Regions from separate parts of the Danio rerio genome. Here regions 1 and 3 are each linked to region 2. Evidence: chromatin contacts called from public HiCAR-type and HiChIP or PLAC-seq data. All regions are on one chromosome and are shown on one strand. The core of a region is the stretch at or near the end of the contact, and the rest is flanking DNA. Distances in the headings are between cores, read along the strand shown. Region 1 holds the start of ints2 (integrator complex subunit 2). Region 2 holds the start of rnft1 (ring finger protein, transmembrane 1). Region 3 has its middle 41 kb from the start of auts2a.

Region 1 (4,271 bases), core at 1,250-3,749, 130 kb after region 2:
TTTGACTTGTTGAAACCTGCAGAAACCCTGAATCTGTACCAATTAAGACAGAATTTGAAAGAAATGGGAGCTATTGAAAAATAACAACAACAGAAAAAGCTTACAATTATTGGATGAGAGGAGTGGTATATAACGCTTAATCACATTTTATTCCCACATTAAGACAGCAGATTAGAGGATTTTAGCATTAAGCTCCCCACGTTTATCAATAGATTAATACTGTAGTACTGTAGTTTGAATATGTGTACCATTACACCTTCCAGATTAATAAGCATTAATATTTAACTGTTTCTCTTTTGTAGATTTGTGTTGGAGCAGTACAATGCCCTTTCCTGGCTGACCTGTGACCCTGCGACCCAGGACCGCCGCTCTTGCCTGCCCATCCATTTTGTGGTGCTCAATCAAATGTACAACTTCATCATGACCATGTTGTAACACTCACTGAGCAGAACTGAGAGCAGGACCTTATCAGGGAACAGAAACGAGGAGAGTGAAGAAGAAAAGGCGGATCTAAAAACAATCCAACGGAAAACTACAGTGCTGGACTTTATAAGTGCGCGAGATACGATCTGGGTAGGCAGTCACTACACCTCAGACCCAGCACTGTGGAGGAGGATCAGGCGTCTGGTGTTCATAACACTCACTCGAAGACAACGAGAGGCCTTGAAGGAGAATGCAGAGGCCAAAGAAGGAAGATGGAAGTGCTGACTGCTGGTGTTCGACATCCCAGGTTCAACGGATGCTACAAGCAATGGTAGCGCGCGGTTCCTCGGTTAGCACGGATTCGGCCAGTTCTTTAATCAACGTGTATGGAGGAGTTATCTGTATAGAATCTGATGGAAAGGGACTTTTGATGCTCTTTGAAATGAGAATGAATTCTTGGTTTTAAGACCTCTAATTCCCTGTTTCTTTTGGATGGGATTATATCCAAATGAAATGCCTGCATCTGTCTTATTTATTGTAAGTTTTTAAATGTATAATTTGTCTGATTTCTTAACCTCTTTTATATATAAAAGTTCTAGAAGGTTTGTATCGCCTTCCTGCTTTAAAGCAATTGGTCAAAAATATATGTAATCGTCTTAATTACAAAAACGAACCATCAAACGGAAAAAAACCCACTAAAAAGATGAATAAAATAAAGTTGCGGTAGGTTGCTTTTAGAGTATTATTTTTTGTAAGGGAGACACAGATTATTTGTATTGTCACGATGTACAGAGGAGACTGGATAGGGGGTTTCAGTCCGCGCCTTTGCGCGTGGACAAAATTACAGCTAAGCTTTAGCTGCACGGGACTTGTACAGCAATGAAGTTCACTGTGTTTAAAAATAAAGAGGTACATTGTCGTATATTGTATTTTATACCACACATTTAGACACAAAAACGAAAAACTGCAATATATAAATAATTATATATGAATGCCGCACCAGCATTGGGTGGCACTGCTTCTGTTTTAGGAATAAAAAGAGTCAACTTCATGTTTTTCCTGTGTTTTTTGGGTGGGGATGTTGGGATGTTTCATGAAGGCATAAAAACACCTAAAAATTTGCTTCAGCTTTCGCATCCACCCCATTGGCTCCTCCTTTTTGCACCAATTTCGAGTGATAATGGACACTTTTAGACAAGAACCAGTTTTCTTTGAGAGTGACAGAAATGTGGTGTAAACGGACTTTGATGAACGATCTGGGTGGCTGTTGGAAATGCAGTGTTTGTGCACAGAGAAAGATCAATTTCCTCTATCTTACTCTGTTCAGAATAAACTGTATGCTGATATTCAAAGACCCTGGGATTTCTCTTACTTCCCACACCAAATCTACATGCTTTCCAAATGCAAAAGTCTGATAAACAGCTTTAGGGTCAAGCACGCCAAGGCCAGACCTCACTGCATTTGTGAGGTATTCACATGAAAATCTATTTAGGGTAGGAGTATATACCAGGGGAAATGTTCATAATCATAATATGCATTATAAATGGCAATATACTCAAGTTTAACACAGATTTCGCAGATAACCACTCTAAAATGATTTGTAGGTTAATTTGCTTAATAACAATCGCATTTAGCTTTATGGACATTTTTATCTAGCCTCATGTTTGATATGGTATTGCTATGAATACATGGTTTAAACTAGATATAATGACATCTATAAAATCACAACACATACTACATTTAGATTATATATAGATTGCATTTAGACTCACTTAAAATATGAATCAAACAATTAAATGAAAATGACTTCTTGAACCTAGAACTTGGGTAACGTAATAGTTGAATAGGATAAAGCGTTCACAGAAACTGACTCCCATTAACGCTTAAATAAGTCTTTACTCTCCGTTATATACATAACGTTATATAAGTAACTTTTTGTGATTTGTATGTTATTTCCATTTTCACTTGACATGTAAATTCTTTACCTTTGCTTCAAACGTGCCACTTATTGGTGTTTTTTCATAATTTGAGGAAGAACACGGCTGTGGTGTTCGGACAATGGTGCTTCTAGGTAGGCGGCACACTAGGATTTGAGACGCAGCCAGAGTTCAGCATGCTCACAGCGGAGCAGATGATCGCTTGTGCTAAAATCATTACTTTTTCTACTTTATAGCTTGCTAAGCACTCTGGCCGACACATGTGGGTTTAATATAGAGTAAGTGGATTGTATTAAGCATATAATTATTTTAAATATATTGCTTCATTTAGTTAAATCGGGATGAATGGATCTCTTAAGCAGGATAGCTTTAGCAGCTAGCATGTTAGCTTACCGGTGAGCTGTCCTATTTCGACCGAAGAAGATCAACTTCCTTTTCAGAGAGAATCACGACAGACCGCGGTCTTACAGGCCTCAGCGGGTTTCTTTTGTAACCAGCGGCGCTGTTGAAGTCTAGGTAAGGATAATTGTGGTTTGTTCATTATATAAAATGCATTATTTGCTTTCAATGATGTTAAATAAAGTCGCAAGCCGAAAAGTTTGTTATATTAAGCATAAGTTTCTGCTTAACGTTAGCTGTGTTGTGAATCTGAGGGCAGTTCCCACAGTTAGCATTAAAAGTGTTTTAAATATTAATTTCAACACATTTAAAGCAATAAATATTAAAATAATAATCAGAAAATAATGTTTTAAAAGCAAAAGAAAATTCAGCGCACTCTTATAAAGCAGTACTGTTTTATTCAAACACTATATTATTCACAACCGACTAACTGTATGCTTAAATGTCATTGCATTACTGTCATACATGTACACAACGTGATTTTTGTCATGTTAAGTCAAAAATGCATTGCGATATTTTTGCCAACTTAATGACAGTTCTTTAGAACTTCATAATTCACCAGAAATACTAAACAGAATGTATTAATGTTCACACAAAAGAATATTAAACAACAATTTGATCAATGTTGTTTTTTTAAACACCAAGTCAGGGTTGTCATCATAAATAAATATTACAAATAAATCCGTTATTTGAAATCATTATATTACTATTACCTCACGCAATTCAGTTTTTAAATTCCTCCTCCCCCTGTAGCAGTTGATGGCTAGTAGACTGGATGTTTATTTAGAGTAAGGGAACCATGTTTTTAAATGATTTATTTCTAAATATGCCAAATGTGAAATGGGGACAAATAAAGTAAACTAACTTATTAATAACTTAATAATTCATCAGAAATCCTAAACAAAATGTATTATTGTTCACACAAAAAAATTAATAAGCAACAATTTTAGCAATGATGATGAATATTTTTTGAACACATCAGCAAGTTTAAAATGGCTGTCATCATGAAAAATATTAAAAATAAAATTGTTATTTTAAATCATGAAAAGTTTTTTTAATATCAAATTAATTTGCATAGATTTTTGATCTTCCTCAAATTAAAATTATCTCGTTTCCCAACACTGAACAAGAAAATTATAGCATTTGCAAGAAAACACTGTTGTCATTTATTATTTTCATTTTATAATGATACCAGTAGCTTATTTTAGTACAAAAAATCAGCAAAAATGCTTACTGTTTCCTTTCCCTGTCCTTTCACTTTGCAGAAGAATGACAGACAGTGCCAGTCTTCAGTTTGTGAGCCCGTATGCATTCGAGGCCATGCAGAAGGTGGATGTAGCCCGACTGGCAGCTTTAAGTGACCCAGAGCTGCGTCTCCTTCTGCCCTGTCTGGTCAGGATGGCTCTCTGTGCCCCTGCAGATCAGAGCAATGCCTGGGCACAGGATAAGAAGCTCATCCTGCGGCTGCTGTCAGGGGTGGAGGCGGTGAACTCCATTGTTGCTCTGCTGTCT
Region 2 (4,022 bases), core at 966-3,465:
CACATTATTTAGTAAATAAAGCAAGTTTGTCATATAATATATCTAGTAAAAGACAGAAAATAATACTGAACAAACTGCATTGTACATAAATCTGATGAACAATTTCACATTAGCCAATAATATTACTGATATTAATAAAAAAACTGAAGAAATATAAATTTTACACACATTTACTCAAGTAAGTAAACAGAATTAATGATGGCTAAAAATCTGCGTAATTCTGTGTGCGCAGATTCCGGGTGGGCCTACCTATAACCATAGGAGAGGATTGGCAAGCACTGATACATTATCCAAAATATTGAGAACTTACATGGAGAAACACTTGCGTTTGAATGCTTTTGTTGACATACATAAATGTGGTAAACAGACCAACAGCAACAGCCAGACCTGAAGACAACAACAACACACATTGAAACTGTGACAGGGGTCATGAACTTTACACATTATCATAACCAGTGCTCCAGCAGAGCAAATTTTTTTTCCACCAACACATACCCAGAGCATGTTGAATCACTAGTTTTGCGCAGAGAATAACTATAAAAGGCAGACTTTTCTTGAGCCAGCGCAGGAGGTAGCGAAGCTCCGAAATCGAGCTGCTAGATTCTCCGGATTCCAGGTCAGACTCTCCGCTGTCGGACTCGTGCTCGTGGCTGTGCCCGTGTCCATGGGTGTGGGAGTGGCTGTGACTCGCTGTTCTCATTCTCCGTGAGGTCGCGCCACGTCCATTCGTCGATCCCGAAGAGCTGCCCATAGGCACCCGGACGTCCTCGCCTGTTTCCGTCCCGCTGGAGCTCCCAGCTCCGGGCATTCGGGCGAGGAGCTCCGGCTGCAGGGTTAACGACAGCCCGTTCCCTTCCCGAGAGCTCGGCTCCGGTTGCATCGGATCAAGTGAATCCCTCAGTTTAAACGATCCTTTGGACTCGCTATATGTTCCTCTGTGGGGGAAAAGTCAATGCATTATAAATAAAGGTGTTTTATCCACTTTACAACGTAACTTATCATAATTTTGCTATTTAAGTTAGTAATTTACAAAACACTCCGTCATGAAGTTCAATAAACTGGTATTTCCTATTCATAAATACAATAGTTTATAGAAGAGTGATTGCACAATCTTCGTTTTTTTTATCTTTGTTATTTTTAACTCGGCTAAAAAATCTGTAAATTCGGCCATTAACAGATTAAAACAAGCATGCAAGAAACAAAAAACAAGTATGGTGCATTGGAAGAGGGCATCCCTCGGACGCAAAAACGGTATCGAGATCATCTGGGTGTGGACGGTAATTCGTTGTCGCTTCGCTTCAGTGACAAATACCAGTCCTTGGCGTTTGCAATCTCTTTTGTTGGCTCAAATAGAATGAATGTAACGTTACAGCTTTACAGACAAACCTAGGATAAAACGTAAGTTGTTTTATTTTAATATGACTGTTTAAAAATCATTATGCATCAAGCATCATATTTTTATTTGCACTGTTCTGAGCACCTGTCTCATATTCCGAACAAAATCATACATAAAATACTCAGCTTTAAAATCATTTAAATAATATCAATGGCTTCGATTTTTAAATATGTGTCTGTGTCTATCTATCCATCTGCGAAAACATAACTCAGCCTCAGTTGAGTTTCTGCGAATGAACCAAAACGATTAGCTACGCTGTTATTGTTATTAGCATTTTTATATTGCTAAAATCGTGGTATCGTATGTAAGTTAATACCTCCGCTGTAAAATTGTGATCCCCCCAACTTTGTATGGCTCACCAAAAATGGAAATCAAAGCACCGTACAGTCGAAAACATCAGTGCTGCAAATGTAAAAATCGAAGTAAACATTTGTTTACATACATTCTATAAATGCCTATAACGTATATGAACGGACTGAACGGGGGTAACGTTAGGGAGCAAATATTTGTTAGCCATAACAACATTAAATCAAAGAAGATACAGACTGTCATCTCTAAAGCTATATCTAAGATTCGTGGTGTTTTTATGAAAGGCTCTGAAAGGGTTTATTGAGTTAATGTGTTTATTAATGAACAGATACCTGTCAAACTGCGCACGGAGTTTCATGATAAAGCACAGATCTCCATTTTACGTCCTGTAGTGCCGTTTGAAGACCAAAACAACAACATAAAATTAAATATATAATAAGCAAAACAGCTCATCGGCTGAGTTTAGTTTCAGTCTGACATTGTTCCGGGAGCTATCTGCTAATCTGACCTACTAAAGGAACCTGTGGCTCTGCCGGATAACAAAATAAAAGTCCTCAATAATACAACCGCCGTTCTTTCACAATAAAAGTTAAAGTACTTCAGTTTTCATTTACTCGCTCTCATGCTATTTCAAACTCGCATCACTGACTTTCTTTCTTAAAAACTCAATGATAGAACGTCTCAATCGCCATTTTTTAAAGATTAGATAACAACATTTTGATGTAGTGTCAGACCCATTGTGTCTGACGTACAATTCACCCCAAAATGGAAGTTAATTACCTCAGAATTTACTCTCCATCATGTGTTTTAAAATATTTTGAGTTTCTTTTTGCTGTTGAAGAAGTAATGGGATATTATTGAAAAGCATGTTTGATGGTACCCAGCTTCCATAGTAAAAAAAAAAACTTTGGAAGTCAATAGATACCATCAACCAGCTTTCTTCAAAATAACTTCTCTGCAGAATAAAGAAACTAAAATAGGGTTTTAAACCAATGAAGGAGTAACTGATGACAGATGTTATTTTTGGGTATCTTTAGATCACCTCTGTGCAGATTTGTTAATTATGCTTTGGATGGTTGATAATGTCTTGGGATGAAGATCCTGCCTCTGAAAAACTTAACATTCGCAGCTCCAAACTATTTGAGTAAAACTCCCAGTCATGTTTATCTCACTTGACTCCATGTTGCTTTTGTTCGGATTGACTGTGGCTGTGGCTCAGTTTAGATCTTTGTCATAATTAATTCTATCAAACGTGCGTCTGAGAACTCTTCCAAGCCAAAAATGAGTTTTAAGTTTGTCCGCTCAGCTTCAACATATATATATATAAGCTCTGTTATTTTTAATATTTTGGAACAGTAAACGTCAGGCTAAATAATGAAAATAAATCATTGACTTCTGCTATCTTCATTCGTTTCAAAACTACAGATTTTTTTTACAAATTGAAAAGGCATCTTTGGATATCTCTCTTTTCTTTGGATATACAGTAAGCCTCTGCACTGTTTAGCTCTTTAGCATGCTTGGGTGTTGGTTTATAATTAGTTTGTTTTTCAGATGTTTGTTGAATCGTAGGCTGACCAGTAGCTTTAGATGTGGTCATACTGTTCCCCTAAAAATCGAGAAAAAAAAATAAGGTTGTAAAAAAACATAAAAGATAAAACTAACATATACCTTAGGAACATTGCAACAGAGAATTTAAGATTTTTTTATATCTTGACTTTTTCAAACCATGGTAAACCTTGAAACTGGTTATCGCCCCATGCCTAGCTTAGACGTGTATAAATGACATAAATGCTTCTCTCTGATAAAATCAAGTGCTCTTTTATGCTTATTTGTAAGTCGCTTTTATGAAAAAGCATCTGCTAAATGAATAAATGTCAATTTAAATATTCAATATCTGAACCGAAATCTCATTTAAACATTGAAACTATAGAAATAAAAAAAAATAAAAAAAACATTTTTAATTTCTTCAAAATCGGGTTAATCATTTTTTTCACACTGGTAATTTTTATAATGTAACATTGACATTTAGAGAAAGCAAAAGTGAGCATTTTTCCAGCAATGTATTACCATGTAGGATTTAATAAAACCTTCAGAGTTTCTGTTTAGTCATATCGTATTATTAGCAATGGAAGGATGGAACATTTACACAGGTTAATAATCACTTTGTCTAACAACACCCACCATAATACTGTACTCTCACAGACACTGTGTCCAGACAAGGATATAATCATGCAACTGAAAAATTGAAAAAGCCCATAGCAGCCTCCTACTAATGTAAATGTATAGGTCATTCTGTGTAGCCAAGCATGTTCAATGA
Region 3 (4,446 bases), core at 1,466-3,965, 180 kb after region 2:
TTGTTTATTCCCACCCCTTTTCAGAGCGCTGTACAATTGAATTTTGCAAGCACAAGCTCTAGAGTGTCCGCAGTTTCAATTATTTTATCATAGACAAAAACTACAGTCTCCATCTTTATTTAGCACAAATGGAAAAGAACGCACACTACCAGCCGAAAGTTTTGAAACATACATATATATTTTTTTCTTGTTAAGGAAGTGGCTTTCTGTATAAGGGTATATTTATTATGTTGTTATATTCTAAATGATTATTTGAAAAAGTGGCAGAAGGTTGATTATTTTTTTTAACGAATCATCTGTTGAACTGCATCCCAATCATCACAAATACTGCAGAAGACCTATTGGGACCCGCATGGACCAAAGATTCTCACAGAAATCAGTCAAGTTTGGCGAAGGAAAAATTCTGGTTTGGGTTTACATTCAGTATGAGGGCGTGTGAGAGATCTGCAGAGTGGATGCCGACATCAACAGCCTGTTGATATTTATGCTGCTCGTTACATTACAAGCGACAGGAGAGGGCAAATTCTTCAAGCTCATTGGAGTCATACACAATATAAATTCTTCTTCCACTGCAGCTTGACTTTATATTCTATACTGTACATTATTTCTGTAAAGTAACAAAGATTTTTTTCTAAGCAAAGTCGGACCTTACTGTCCTAATTAAATAATTAAACATCAAGGCATGATCATATTTTATTTTGGGAAAATAAGTGTAATCTAGAGGCCTTTGCCTTTCATGAAAGCCACTTCCGATACCAAATGATCAAGAAGTCAAGTCATTATTTGTTGTTCCTAAAACTTGGATAGGCGACAAGACTTTTGTCGGGTAAAATGTAAATAAATGTGAATTTTTCTTTCTTAAATGTAACTTCATTAATAATGTTTTCCTTTTAAAAATTACTTGTATTCATTGAGGACACATCTAATTGGTCAACACTGACAGCAAAGGACTTTATAATTTTAAATGATTATTTTTATTTAAAATAAATAGTTATTTTGAACTTTCTGTTAAAATATAATTCCTTAGAAGTAAAAGTAATGTACCTCTCTTTCTACAAAAAAAAAAGCAGAGAAATACTTTTAACATGGGAGATAATAACCTGAACTTTTTGATTTGATCTATATGAATATTTACGTTTTAAAATACATAGTCATAGTATTTTAATTTAGTTAAAATATTATTTTACAGTAAAATTTTATTTTTTATCAAATACATGCAGCCAGCATAATCAAAAGAGGTTTATTTAAAAGAAAAAAGAAAAATCATGAAATGCATTTACATTAACGGATATTTTATCATGTCAGCTGTTATTCCTTTATTCTTGAAATGTGTTGAAAATGGAATTAAATCCAACATCCATCCAGATCTCCGTCCATGTGGGGGCGCTCTTGTCACATGCAAAAATGCAGTTGTGACAACCTGCAGTTCATATGGAAACACTTACCCATGATCAATGTTTGGAGCACAACAAATCACTTGGCCAGCCACATGCTACTTTTACTCTGGTACAATAGCATTCTGTATTATGAAGGCTTGAGAAAATGCTCTGATTTTATTTGCAATCATTTTTGGCTCACAAAATAAATCCAGTAAATACAAAAATGGTCTTTTTCAGAGCCAAATTACACCATGGGGTTTGAATCAGGGTTGTGTACTAAAAAATAGGGTAACTAACTCATTTCTGCTCATGTTATGCCTTAATAAACAATACTCTTTTTTCACGCTCACTTGAAGACACTGATGAGTTTTTCTTCTCTGATGTGAAGTAAGTGCTCTTAAACAAGCATGCCTAAAAATAACCAAGGCATCCATCGCTTCTAAGTGCACATCTGCCCATAGGGTGATCCTTGCATGTAAAACGAGTGCGCAGAATATGCATCCACAGTGTTTCTGTGGTACAAACGCTTCTCACCGCAGGTCTTTTGCCTCTTCAGAGCTTTGACTCTGAGCTGCTGTGAACGGCCTCAGGCTAGCGAAGGCGAAATCACAGCTCGCTTTTGTTTCTCCTATAAGGCGCTGTCAAGTTTAAACACCTTTCTTCGCACCAAAAAAAATCTTCTTTGCTCCTTTCTTTCACCTCAGAGAGAAATGGAAATGTTTATCACCTCCCCTAGCAGACTCGGCTTCCTCAGTTTCAGGGCCGTTTCTGTCTTTTCTTGACCTGCTATTGAGTTCTTTTTCTTACTTCTGGATGCCTTGAGTGGGATGAATACCCATGCGCTCGCATCAGTAAATTCAATTGACTTTGCACTGCGAGACAAAGGTCTAAAAGCACAGCTAATGTGATTCTCGCTTTGATTTTGTAATTGACATCTGTTTAGTGTTGCGTTCAGCATCCATTTGTGAAATCCACTGTGGCGAGTGCCAGCTTTCCATCTGGTAATAGCTGGCGGGCTTTAAATCTGATACAGATCTTTACAGTAAACGTCAAGATTGTAGGCTGTGACCGGTCAGGGTATCTCTCTTTGCATCTTGTTAAGATGGAGGCAGTTTTTCAAACGACGATGTTAAGTAACTTGCCAGTTGGAAAGGCGAGCAAAAAAAAGCCCAGCGAATTTGTCTCTTGCCCAGATAGTTATATCAAGTCTCTGATCTCAAGCCTTTGGTGAAATTCAAAACATCTCGCTTCAGAACGCGGCGCGCTTGCGTGTTTTATTTCCCACTGAATCAAAGCAAGCTGTGCTGCAAATCGTGTTGTCAGCGTAGGCCGACTGTACTGGCAAAAGCTATTTACAGACGCTTGCAATCAAATCACTATATTTCAGCTCGGGCCCCACGGGCTCCATCTAAATGTAATATGCCTCGCCGTTCATGGCACCCTGGAGCCTTACATCATGTCTTTAGTATTGTTTATGAGATTAGAGATTGCACCATGTAAAATACTTCTTTCATTTTTGGCTGAGAGGTACCAGATGCCAGCGTGCGGTCTGCGGTAAGCTCGATCGAATTACCCTCACTATTACCAGTCCTGGTTTGTAACCTCTCTGCGCCATGGTCCGTGTTGTAGGAAGGAACCTTAAGGGCTCTTGGATGCTTTGCCATCTGGGGCGACTGGAGAGTGTGTTATATCATACACCTGCTGAATGTGTGATTAGCTTCTGGTCTGAGGTATAAATCATCTACAGCCGTTTGCTCGAGGCCCACATTGACTTCATCAGTCGCTCTGGGTGACTACATTAGTAAAGGCGATAAAGCTATTAGAGAGATTGTTTGAGGTTTCGACTATGTTACAGGTGTTTATCTGGCAGTGGAGACTGAGTTCACTGTGTATGGAAGCAGGAAATGACTTTGATCCAGCCAGCCAGAAAGCCAGACATCTTTCTCCTGTCTCTCTCATCCTCTTCTTTCAATTCTTAATATTAGGATTTTCTTAGTTTTATTCTTTTTGTTCTTCACTTATTTTTTAACCCCCTGCTTTTTTTTCCTGTCCATCTATTTTTTTCTCTGTCTGTAAGGCTAGTGTTGTGTGTTCATAAACTGATCCAAAGTGATGAATTGAGTTTAATTGGGTACATATTTTTCATCACCAAAGTGATGAAAGACTAAACCTAAAGTGTGTTGGTTTGGGAGATTTTATTTTAGAACACGACTTTGGCCTCTCTTGCATCTACATGCTGGAGTCAAATCAAATGTTTATCCTTCAGCAACATGTGGTTCTTCTTTGCGTTTATCAGCTAATCAGCCAGCACTTGTCATGCAGGGCAATGTGGCCTGTCATACAGCGGAATGAGTGAAGAAGTTCCTTGAAGCATTGAAATAATGAAATGGCCTGAGTTGGTTCCTGATCCGAACCTGATTAAAAATCTTCGGAAAATTTTATAATAAATAGTTATAGTAATATATAGTAAAAAAATAAACATTTCTGATGAGATCAGGCTTTTTTAAATTTTGAATATATATACTCACCAGAAACTTTATTAGGTACAGCTTACTAGTACAGGGTTGGGCCCCCTTTTGCCTTTAAAACTGCTTTAATTTTTCGTGGCATAGATTTAACTATGTATTGGAAAAATTTCCCTGAGATTTTGGTCCATGTTGACATGATAGCATCATGCAGTTGCTGCAGATTTGTCAGCTGCACAACCATGATGTGAATCTGGCATTCCATCACATCCCAAAAGTGCTCTATTGGATTGAAATCTGGTGACTGTGGAGGCCATTTGAGTACAGGGAACTCATTGTCATGTTCAAGAAACCAGTCTGAGATGATTCGTGCTTTATGACATGGCATCTTATCCTGCTGGAAGTTGTCATCAGAAGATGAGTACACTGTGGTCATAAAGGGATGGACATGGCCAGCAACAATACTCAGGTAGGCTGTGGCGTTGACACAATGTTTAATTGGTACTAATGGGCCCAAAGTGTGCCAAGAAAACATCCCCCCACCATTACAACACCACCACCAACCTGGACTGTTGTTACAAGGCAGGATGGATCCGGGATGG

Evidence for each region. HiCAR-type assays count read pairs that join an accessible place to other places. HiChIP or PLAC-seq counts read pairs in DNA pulled down with a chosen protein or histone mark.
Region 1: a contact with region 2 is called in an H3K4me3 HiChIP or PLAC-seq map of gastrula embryo, with 2.8 times the contacts expected there. The contact joins the promoter of ints2 here to the promoter of rnft1 in region 2. A contact is called at or near these places in 1 of 18 Hi-C or Micro-C datasets (caudal fin) and 2 of 4 datasets of contacts at active chromatin or transcription factors (embryo and gastrula embryo).
Region 3: a contact with region 2 is called in a HiCAR-type map of caudal fin, with 5 times the contacts expected there. The contact joins the enhancer-like site here to the promoter of rnft1 in region 2. A contact is called at or near these places in 6 of 18 Hi-C or Micro-C datasets (caudal fin, embryo, fibroblasts and 2 more) and 2 of 4 datasets of contacts at active chromatin or transcription factors (caudal fin and embryo).

What each region holds. Positions count from the first base shown.
Region 1 is chr10:32,947,798-32,952,068 of GRCz12tu, reverse strand. It overlaps ints2 (integrator complex subunit 2), which reads left to right and starts at 2,499. Exons shown (of 25, transcript NM_001020542.2): 1 at 2,499-2,876; 2 at 4,025-4,271. The coding sequence starts at 4,029. med13a (mediator complex subunit 13a) reads left to right here. Exons shown (of 30, transcript NM_001281468.1): 30 at 303-1,474. The coding sequence ends at 435.
Region 2 is chr10:33,077,764-33,081,785 of GRCz12tu, reverse strand. rnft1 (ring finger protein, transmembrane 1) reads right to left here and starts at 2,215. Exons shown (of 9, transcript NM_213228.2): 1 at 2,038-2,215; 2 at 496-935; 3 at 311-387. The coding sequence starts at 2,063. All of the region lies in intron 1 of LOC141376390 (a long non-coding RNA gene), which reads left to right.
Region 3 is chr10:32,896,195-32,900,640 of GRCz12tu, reverse strand. No RefSeq gene overlaps it. Among named protein-coding and RNA genes, the nearest start is that of auts2a, 41 kb to the right of the region's middle. Within about 2 kb of position 2,715, at least 3 of the 62 cell types and tissues checked have an H3K27ac peak or open chromatin away from gene starts, as enhancers often do.